2 separate regions of the Drosophila melanogaster genome follow, and region 2 is linked to region 1. A link is a contact called in public HiCAR-type data. All regions are on one chromosome and are shown on one strand. Each heading gives the region's core, a stretch centred on a gene start, on an enhancer-like site or on the middle of the called end of the contact. The rest is flanking DNA. Distances are from core to core; before and after follow the strand shown. Region 1 holds the start of l(2)gl (lethal (2) giant larvae). Region 2 holds the start of galectin (galectin,).

Region 1 (5,151 bases), core at 2,183-4,682:
GCTGATAACCAATACCAAGTAAGTCAACTGTTTCCCAAATGTATCTGCATAACAAGGTGATGACCTAATTTTGAGTACATACCGATCTTTACAGTTGACCAGCTTTGCGATTGCATACCGGTATCTGTTTATTCACATATACACACACAAATTGCGTGTTAGACAGACAGCAAAATGACGACTGTTAACTGTTGGCGTGGCTGACTCACCGACTACGCCTCTATGCTAAGAACATACATATTTGTGGACACTTTATTTAAGAAGTTTGAAATATAAATCAATTGCCTAATCAGTAATACTGTTGTTGAGCCCTTTACCTTTATGTATTTCCGTTTGTACGGTTAAGGCGGTGGCCGAGTAATTTTTTGAACTATTTTATTTGCTCACCAACACGCATAAGTTTGTATGTATTCTTATGTTGAGAAACGCCCGCACTGTTCTTCACATCGTTGCTTTAAATGAGAATAAATGAAATAAACGTGTCAACCAAGAACACACAGATAATAATACGACCGGTCAGAGCTTAACCGTGTATCTGTTTTATAAAACGTGAACAATATTATTAGCCCAAAACGATATGCGCGTCATTTTAACACACACAAAGTCGCGATCGGTGGGTCTAGTGTGCCCGTGTATCTCTATCGAAAAAATCATATATTTTTTAGAAGGTATATTTTCCATGACTGACTGGAATGGGTGGAGAACATCGCTTTGGGAGTGAAACTCCGCTATAAATTGTCATTTGTTTTTATAGCAACCTTTTTGATATGGTCGCCAACTTTTATATAATTATAATAATAATTTTTGTAATTAATCACCGCTGTCGCACGAAAAATTTAGGAAATGTGCCAACGAGCGGAATTTTTCGGAACGATCGATGTTTTACCATAACCTGCTATATAAATTGTGAACCACATTTTCAACACAAAACTAGATGTGCTTCATTTATAACGCAATGTCGTGATTTTGTGGGCAGTGTGACCATGTCCAATCTGCGTTCAAGTAAAACCATATTTAGTGACACAAACTTTCCATTACAAAATACCAAACAACTTTAAATTTGTTGTTGCATCAAACTTTTTCTTTCTATACATATAATATTGCGGGTGTATTTGGATTTCTAACGCAGTTACAGGCGAATAAACTCATTTTCTTTTGACTTTAAAATCTTATCAATTTTACGCCGTCTATGACATACTTATTTTGTACCTGAAATAAGGGTGTTTGTGAAACCAAGCCACTTACCCAACCCATTAGGTACATAAACGCAATCTTATCAGCTCCCCCCTCTTTCTGGAGCTGGATGGCGATTACCTCTGACCTACTTTTATTTGTTGAATAACATGTTTATACTAACATAGGATAAAAAAAATTTCATATACGTATATTTATTAAACTATTATGGTAATAGGGAAACATCTATGGTATATTTAATTCGAAAATATTTAAAAGGAATGGACAACATTACGAGCACAACGATATAATAGAATTTTTAAAGTAGCCAATACACAAAAATATGCTGTGGAAAAAGACACTCACAAAATCAACCAAGCTTCAGGTACCTCCTCATATTTGGCACCGCATAGAAGGAGTGCACAAAAGAAACGAGCAAAAAAGCACCGTAACCTTTTTTATGCGGTGCTTTGTGGCGCGAGTCTACAAAATACTGTGTGTGTATGCGGTTTACTTGTAGTTGCGGTGGAAAAAATTTACCTAAATGTTAATGCCCAAAAGTATGCACATAGGAGAAGACATAACAAAAGATTCAAAAGGAGGTATTTATTTATTCCTCATAAATTATAAGCTTTCTTCTAACTTCCATAAAAATGTATTTACCACCCAAGATCAAAATAAATGACCCCACAAAATATACCAATCGGCTACAAATACTTAAAAAAAAAAAAATAGAACGGAAAGAGAAAATTGTTTGTTTTACCTTACGATGTAGCGTTGTCTGTCAGCACTGGGCTGCTGCCCTTTTCCTCTGATAAACTTTAACATGATTGGTTATGCTCTTGTGGTGGTTTGGTTTTGATGAATAAATAAGTATATTAATTGTGGCCGAATTTATTCTAAACTGAAAATAATAATAAAAATTAATCAAATTTTCAATAAGTAAAAAATTAAAAAGGAACTTGTATATTTTTTCACTCTTATGAATAAAACCGAGAATTTAAATTTAGGTAATACTATTAATACCTTTTATAGATACGGACGATACGTTTAATATTATTCTGGTATACTTTAATCAAAATTTGTTTAACAAAAAGGGTTTTACATTCTTGAAGTCATAGGAAAATCAGTGGACAGATAGATCTTGGCTCCCAAGATTTTCCAAACTAGTTGTGCTTATTTTCTTAAAACTTCAAAGATTTGCATGTAGGCAGTTTAATAAACATGTTTGTACATATGTATATGTACATTAGGAAAAATGAAATGATGAGCGATCTGTACTCTTTGCAATGTGTATGTATGTACATATGTACCTCCCTTTAATGAACTAGCAATTCCGTCACGCACACGAAATATTTTTTTATTTGTAAATCTTTTTTAAAGTTTGTTTAAACAATTTAGTTACTATTAAAGCTCTAAAATTCATAAATAAATAATAATAAATGTATTAATTAGGACAAAAAACAACTTAAAACATATACGTTTATTTTTGTAAAAGCGTTTTAGGCAAACGCTAGCTGGTCGGTACTAATATTTTTTCTAAGACTGTATACCGTATACATACATTTATGTACGTAGGTATGTATCCGTGAGTAAGCTGAGGTGCAAAACCGTATCACCATTTGCTTTTCGGCTGATAACCAATACCAAGTAAGTCAACTGTTTCCCAAATGTATCTGCATAACAAGGTGATGACCTAATTTTGAGTACATACCGATCTTTACAGTTGACCAGCTTTGCGATTGCATACCGGTATCTGTTTATTCACATATACACACACAAATTGCGTGTTAGACAGACAGCAAAATGACGACTGTTAACTGTTGGCGTGGCTGACTCACCGACTACGCCTCTATGCTAAGAACATACATATTTGTGGACACTTTATTTAAGAAGTTTGAAATATAAATCAATTGCCTAATCAGTAATACTGTTGTTGAGCCCTTTACCTTTATGTATTTCCGTTTGTACGGTTAAGGCGGTGGCCGAGTAATTTTTTGAACTATTTTATTTGCTCACCATCACGCATAAGTTTGTATGTATTCTTATGTTGAGAAACGCCCGCACTGTTCTTCACATCGTTGCTTTAAATGAGAATAAATGAAATAAACGTGTCAACCAAGAACACACAGATAATAATACGACCGGTCAGAGCTTAACCGTGTATCTGTTTTATAAAACGTGAACAATATTATTAGCCCAAAACGATATGCGCGTCATTTTAACACACACAAAGTCGCGATCGGTGGGTCTAGTGTGCCCGTGTATCTCTATCGAAAAAATCATATATTTTTTAGAAGGTATATTTACCATGACTGACTGGAATGGGTGGAGAACATCGCTTTGGGAGTGAAACTCCGCTATAAATTGCCATTTGTTTTTATAGCAACCTTTTTGATATGGTCGCCAACTTTTATATAATTATAATAATTTTTGTATATATAATCATAATAATATCATATAATAATCACCGCTGTCGCACGAAAAATTTAGAAAATGTGCCAACGAGCGGAATTTTTCGGAACGATCGATGTTTTACCATAACCTGCTATATAAATTGTGAACCACTTTCTTAACACAAAACTAGATGTGCTTCATTTATAACGCAATGTTGTGATTTGTGGGCAGTGTGACCATGTCCAATCCGCTTTCAAGTAAAACCATATATTGCCACAAACTTTCCCATACAAAATACCAAACAACTGTAAAATTTGTTGTTGCATCAAACTTTTTATTTCAATACATATAATTTCATGTGCACTAAAGTGATTATTTTGTATTTGCATTTAAAAATTTCTGTGATTAATTGTCAATACGGAATGTATGTGAGGAAGGATTGCCGTCGTTATCCATCTGGTCCATAAATTCGTCTAAACGCTGCAGAGATTCAAGAGCTTCCCGAGATTCTTCGTCTTCAATATTATTTAATTTTGCAGAACTGTTTGGAAACTCAGTGTGGACGATGTCTAGCTGACCATGATCTGTTTCAGGTGCCCCGTAGCTTCCGTATATTTCCCGAAGCGTTGCGCGGGTAAGATTTAACTCGCGCATTCCAAAACTCATTTTTTGAGCAACCTCAGCAGCCTCGCGTCTATTGGCCTTTCGCTTATCATGGGAAAGTTGCTCGGCATTAGTGCGAAGCATTGACCCACTTGACGCCGACGACCAAGAGGAGGCGGCCGACTTGCGGGAGCGCTTGATTATTTGGCGGCACTTGTTGGTAATCCCACCGACGATCTCGGATACCAGGGCTGTGGCTCCTAGAAAGTAGCCCAGTGCCATGAGCAGGAACATTCCTTCTGTGTCCGCTGTAGTCAATTGGCGCTCTTCCTGAATTATTTCGCGTAAGGAATTCGAAGAACTTGCCTGGAGCAGGCGTCCTGAAGATGATCGCTGCATGACCCAGCTTACCTCGTTATTGATTTTTGCAATAAGACCACTTTGCTGGGCAAGTAATATCATCGAGTCGATTTTGATTTTATACACTGACTCTCGGGGAAACAGAAATCCTATTTGGAAAAGAGCAAAACACTCTTCACTCAAATGAAGCGCCGATCGGCGGGAAATATTTCTAAAAGAGGATATCGTTTACGGTGGGAAGATTAAAAATAAAGGATCGATCTTACTCATCTGAAAAATTTGACTGCACCAGGTATTCGAGCTGAGCCTTTGAGCCAAGAAAGGCATAGTTCCAAAAGAAGCTCTGGGTAACGTTGCCAATGCCCTCATCTACGGACCCGACAAACTCCATTTTCTTGTACAATCTAGACGTCGGTATATGGGTCGAGTTCTGGAACCAGGTCTCCCAGCCACCATTGTCTTTAAGTAAGAAGCCCAAATATTATATACAAATGTAGCGAGCCTAACCTTTTCTTACTCAGGGTTCCAACGCGAAAGAACAATCCCAGCAGATCCAACACAGAGTCAACGGTGTCCGGAAAAGCTGGCAACGTTACGAATGCTATGATGGAACCTGTG
Region 2 (5,105 bases), core at 2,588-5,087, 50 kb after region 1:
TGCTCTGCAAATCTTGTTACCGCCAAGTAGAGGCCACGGCGTCGCTTTCAAATATAGCAAAACATACTCAGCTCGTGTTTCGGGACTTTCTCCTTAGTACACTGGTAATCGATTATATACCACTTATATATAATCAGCAAGCTTACAACTTATTAAATCTTCCAGCCTAAGAATGCGAGGGAAGCGGCTGCTGCACAACTGAGCGTTCCAGCAACCCAAATCCCACACCGACACGACGAAGTCCAAGCGGAAATCGATGAATTTCGCCCCATTTTGCTGACCCACGTGCCGGAGTCCGGAAACACCGCTTCCAAGCCCCAACCAGCCAATTGCCTGGAGCTGGCCCCAAAAACCGGCGAAAACTACTTGGCTGCATCTTCCTCATCCTCTTCTCTGAGCAAACCCGCTGGATCAGTAAAGAGCTATCTTAACACTGGGAGACGCAACAGCGTTTTTACAGACACTAGGTATGGATCGGCCCCACTGTCTATCGCTCAACGAACTATGCAGTGTCTGCCTTCTTTGGTGCCCCTAAACACAGAGTCATTGGGTAGCAACGCAATGAGAAAGAGCCCAGACACAAAACTATCGCCGAAAGGAGTAATAAACTTCATCCAGACTCATGGGCGCATCACGGGCAATATACCTGAAGTCCAAGCAGAGGACAATACCGGAAACATCAACGTGACAGATAGCAGAAACACAGTTACAGCTTCCGTTCTTATTTCTTCAAACGTTAGCAATCCAGGAACGAAATCTCAGGACAGTAATTTGTTTCTGCAGAAAAGTAGAAATCTTAAAAACACATTAAACAACATTAAAGCCATGCGTACCGGACAGGTATCACTGCTTAAGGGTGCGCAAAATCGAAACCCTATTGAAGATGTTAGACCACTGGTCACAACTACACTGGTACCCCAATATGGTGGTGAACCTTCCGTGGAGGAAGCACTGCCAGAGCACATGATCTTTGCGGCGCCAAAAAAGAAAAGGGAGGATGAAGAACAATTTCTTCAAACGGCTCTGCCACAGCTAAAGAAAACTGTGCCAAGTCAATCTAAGACAAAGTCCACAAAACTCGATTTAACTATATCGGTTGATTCGCATGTTTCACCCCCGTCAACGTCAATTTCTAATGTTAAAAGCCTCACTGATGCAATATTCCTGGGAAGCGTTATTAGGGATCCAGACTTGTTGATGCTTATTCTCAAGGCTCTAAAATGGCCGGTGACAGCAGAAAACTGTGATGAGCAAATGTCCCGCTTAAAAAGTTCAAAGTTCGCTGTTATAATGTCAGACACAAACCTTCTTCAAGACACAGATCTCACACAACTTTTAGGTCCATATTTGGCCCCAATGCTGCCTGTGGTTCAGCAACAAGATCAGCATCCACTTTCCTCAGCTATCGGGTCTGCTTCTTCAAACCATTCATCGCAGGCGACTAAAGATGTACTTAAGCTGGCTGACTTATCTAGTGCAATGCCTTATAAACTTCCACCAGAAACGTCGGTTCAATTAGTGCCTTCCAGTCCCACGGAACAGGAACCGCAGCCTGTGCGTCACAAAAAGGCGGTTAGCGTGCCAACTGTCAAACGCCATCAACGAAAGATGCGTGCCCTTGATTTACCTGCTGTTGACAAGACGCGCCGCATAATTTCGTTATCGACTTCAAAGGCAGCTTATGTCAGCAACGAACTGTCGAATATCAATTCTGTGCTTTTTTCGCAGTTCGAATCAAATCCGGCCGACGCTATTAATGAAGCGCTTATCTCACTCCTTAAGCAGCAACAACAAGAAACAAAAGACCAGCGAAAAACTCGTCAGAGTTGTATTGGCTCTGACAGTGCAGTTAATTTAGAAGACATTGTACTGATCGATCCCCAACCGCCTCTTGCAGTCGATCCGCATAATGTGAAGTACCTTGAGGATGACTACGTCTCTCCGCAGTCCCAGCCCGGATCCCAATACAATTTTAAAAGGCGCAAAACAGACATTCGGTCATCAGAGCCGTCTGAAGTCGTTGTGCTCGATAACAGCGGATCCCCAAATGAAAAGAATTCAAAAGAAGTATTTCCAAGTACGAAACAGACTTTATCCAGAGAAACAAAGAAAAGTGCGGTAACTGTTAGAAAAGAATCTTTGGGTCAGCTAAAGCAGGCACCCACAAGTACCGTCCCGGAAGACATTTGCGATCCTAAAGCCAGAGCCATTAATGCGAAAGAAAATCCCGAAGTGTGTGAACCAGTCCCGGACAATGGAGGTAGTGACGATATTGATGATAGCAAAGCAGGCTCGGTATCCGTTCGGAAGTCGGAAGTCAAAGCTGCGCTTGGACAAAAGCTTTTGGAGGCTATTGGACTTTCTCAGTTGGGAGCCGATGCAGCGCCTGAAAACTCCCGCGACACTCTTAGAAGTGCGTTAAAGCGCTCTATAAAACAGGCCCAGGAGCAACAGCTTCAGCTGAAGCGAGGCAATCATGAAGAACCTGTGAAGCAACTTGCCGATTCCACAACCAAGCTAAGTGCAGCAGAATCGGCAGATGAGCATAAAAAAGCAATTGCCGAGCGGGAGCTGGCCCTGCTGAATCGTGGATTTAAAGCAGGAGAAGAAAACACGATTTCCCTAAAAGAGTGAGTTGTAGATTTATTGATACGGACTTTATTTAAAATGTTTACCGTATTTTTTAGTGATAAGTGGGAGCGAACTGATGTTAGTTCTTCATCATCAAGAAACCGCCGAGGACGTAAATCAAAGATTGATTCCAACGTCGAGGATTTTGGCGATGAAGAAAAAAAAGACTCTAGATGGGATGAAGACGATGACTTGCCGTTAAAGGCAGATACGGAAAAACCTTCAGAACGGAACAGCACCAACGCCCGACCGACCCGTACTAGCAAAACGTTATCAAAGTATTATAAAGGACCAACTTCTAAATCACATCATAGCATGGGTACGCGCTCGACACGACAGCGCTGAGATATGCTTTATATCCTTCATATAAAATATGTGGTTTTATTTTGGAAAATATTAAATACCTATTTTACGTCCCTCTAAGATGCACATGTAATTGTGTACAATGTATACTCCCATTTAAAAACTAGTATAGTTGTATTAACTTTATTAAAAGCAATGGCTGGAGTCTACACACGAAAATAAGTCAAGAATAGTACAACTATTTAAAGAATAACACGATTTGGTTGAAAAAATTTCCTTACGTATGTAAATCGATTAATTATTCAGCGCTTAAGTTTTCTTTTGGGTTAAGTTTTGAACATATAATGTACCTTCTGGTGTATGTTAACATAAAATCCAGAATATGCCTTTAGACAGCAGAACGGAAGATATTTATTTGGTTTACAGTCTTGAATCTAAGCTGTATTTTTGTAGTTTTAATTAAACTTTTGTTTTTAATAATAACGGTACCGAAAAATAATTTTAAATAATGTAAATAAATAATGATGCTGAAAATTTAACAATTGCAACGTCTTTTCTAAACATCATCTTAATTGATAGTTCACAAACTTATTTAAGTTCAAAAGCAGAAAGAATGTAAGCTTCGACAGGTCATTTCGATCATTAATAACAATTTGATATACACCACTTTTGTATATGTTTCGGTAATGATAAAATCGGTTGTGATATATCTGCTTTAGAAACAGCAGGAAAATGAATGAAAACAGCTAATAGGCAATTGCCTTAAAAACTTGCACATACGAATGTAAATATGTATGTACATATGTACATCAATCTCTTTTTACAAAGCACACAGCGCGAGGTCTAATGGCTGATTCAGACAATGATAATGTGCAAAACAAAATATCAGTTTGAAAAGCTTCGCGACGTGTGGCGGTTGTTGAAATCGAGCAAGTCAAAATATGTACACATGTAGGTTTATGTGAACGCCCCAGTGATTCTAAGAATGAAGAACATATACTTGTTCAATAAAATATTGTTTTTATTTAATTATTAGCATCAAACTTTTAACGTTAAAAAAGGTCTTCTTAGCGATTGGTAACATATTATTTTTCAGCTATCTAATGAACAATAGCAACGTTTTCAACTGTTCCGAGATCAATTTATTTCCATCATACAAATGACTTGCTGCTGTGGAAAGCAAAAACGAAGCCAGGATGAAACCTATCAGAGGTTTAAAAATGAGGATGTAAGTTTGTCGATACTAATTGCTTTGCATCGTCAACTTTATGGTACATTAATAGCCAAAAAGAACTACCACCGCTATCGAATACGACAGACAACGCCTGTACTAATACATATGAATGAAGAATATACATACTAGAAAAGTTTCTTAATGTAGATACATATGTATAGGCGCACCTACGCATGACTAAATTTGTATGTGTAGACAAACAATGTTATCAGAATGCAAAAGCTACATATCTCGGGGTTGATAAAAAGTATTGAGCTATAGGTGGCCTCGGTCAGGCCGGCATAAAATCAAATTCCAAACAGTCCGCTCACAAACCGCTGCTAAAGGCACACGTATTTTGGCTTTCAGATGCATACATACATACATGTGTATGTATATATGTATTCAGCCAAAAAAAATCTCGTACATTAAAGCGCGCTGAATTGCACCAAAAGAGCGAGAGAGCGTATAAGCTCCGTGCTCAAAACCGCATTTGCATCGGGTAAAATCGGTAACCCCATCTTTGCATAGTCAGTATGACGGCAATAATACTCCTGGCTTGCCACTCGGTTCGCGAACTCGTCGATCTGTCAGATGCTCTGTGGCAGAACACTTTTAATATCGAACGAAGTTTAAACTATTATCGCATCAAGCGCCGTTTGGAACTGTTTCGATTTCATTGCCGCGAGCTTTGGTTGCGTCAGGTGTCAAAAACATCCGATCCAATGCATCGGAAGGCAGGCATAGATTTTGCAGCCATTGAGGCGGGTGCAGACTGTGTCCTAAATATGGATGCCTTTGACGATACGACAACGGAACTACACAAGAGGTTTTTACAGGCGGAGGGCACAAGACCCTTTCCTTCGGATTGCATCAGCGGCATCGAGGTGGTGGATGGAAATGAATTTAAAGTGCGTAATCGGGATACTATAGCGCAAATACTGAGTGGTTTAGTGAT

Evidence for each region. HiCAR-type assays count read pairs that join an accessible place to other places.
Region 2: a HiCAR-type map of the S2 cell line shows a contact between it and region 1, with 2.8 times the contacts expected there. The contact joins the promoter of galectin here to the promoter of l(2)gl in region 1. A contact is called at or near these places in 13 of 107 Hi-C or Micro-C datasets (the Clone 8 cell line, the D17-c3 cell line, the ML-DmBG3-c2 cell line and 7 more) and 1 of 6 datasets of contacts at active chromatin or transcription factors (the S2 cell line).

Annotation. Positions count from the first base shown.
Region 1 is chr2L:17,944-23,094 of dm6, forward strand. l(2)gl (lethal (2) giant larvae) reads right to left here and starts at 3,433. Exons shown (of 10, transcript NM_164352.3): 1 at 3,406-3,433; 2 at 3,123-3,257; 3 at 1,937-2,077. Ir21a (Ionotropic receptor 21a) reads right to left here. Exons shown (of 5, transcript NM_001103573.2): 3 at 5,051-5,151; 4 at 4,800-4,992; 5 at 3,880-4,744. The coding sequence ends at 3,976. It also overlaps asRNA:CR43609.
Region 2 is chr2L:67,920-73,024 of dm6, forward strand. It overlaps galectin (galectin,), which reads left to right and starts at 3,838. Exons shown (of 4, transcript NM_001258884.1): 1 at 3,838-3,885; 2 at 4,031-4,162. The coding sequence starts at 4,094. It overlaps dbr (debra), which reads left to right. Exons shown (of 7, transcript NM_001258883.3): 5 at 1-104; 6 at 166-2,630; 7 at 2,688-3,471. The coding sequence ends at 2,976. It also overlaps asRNA:CR44987.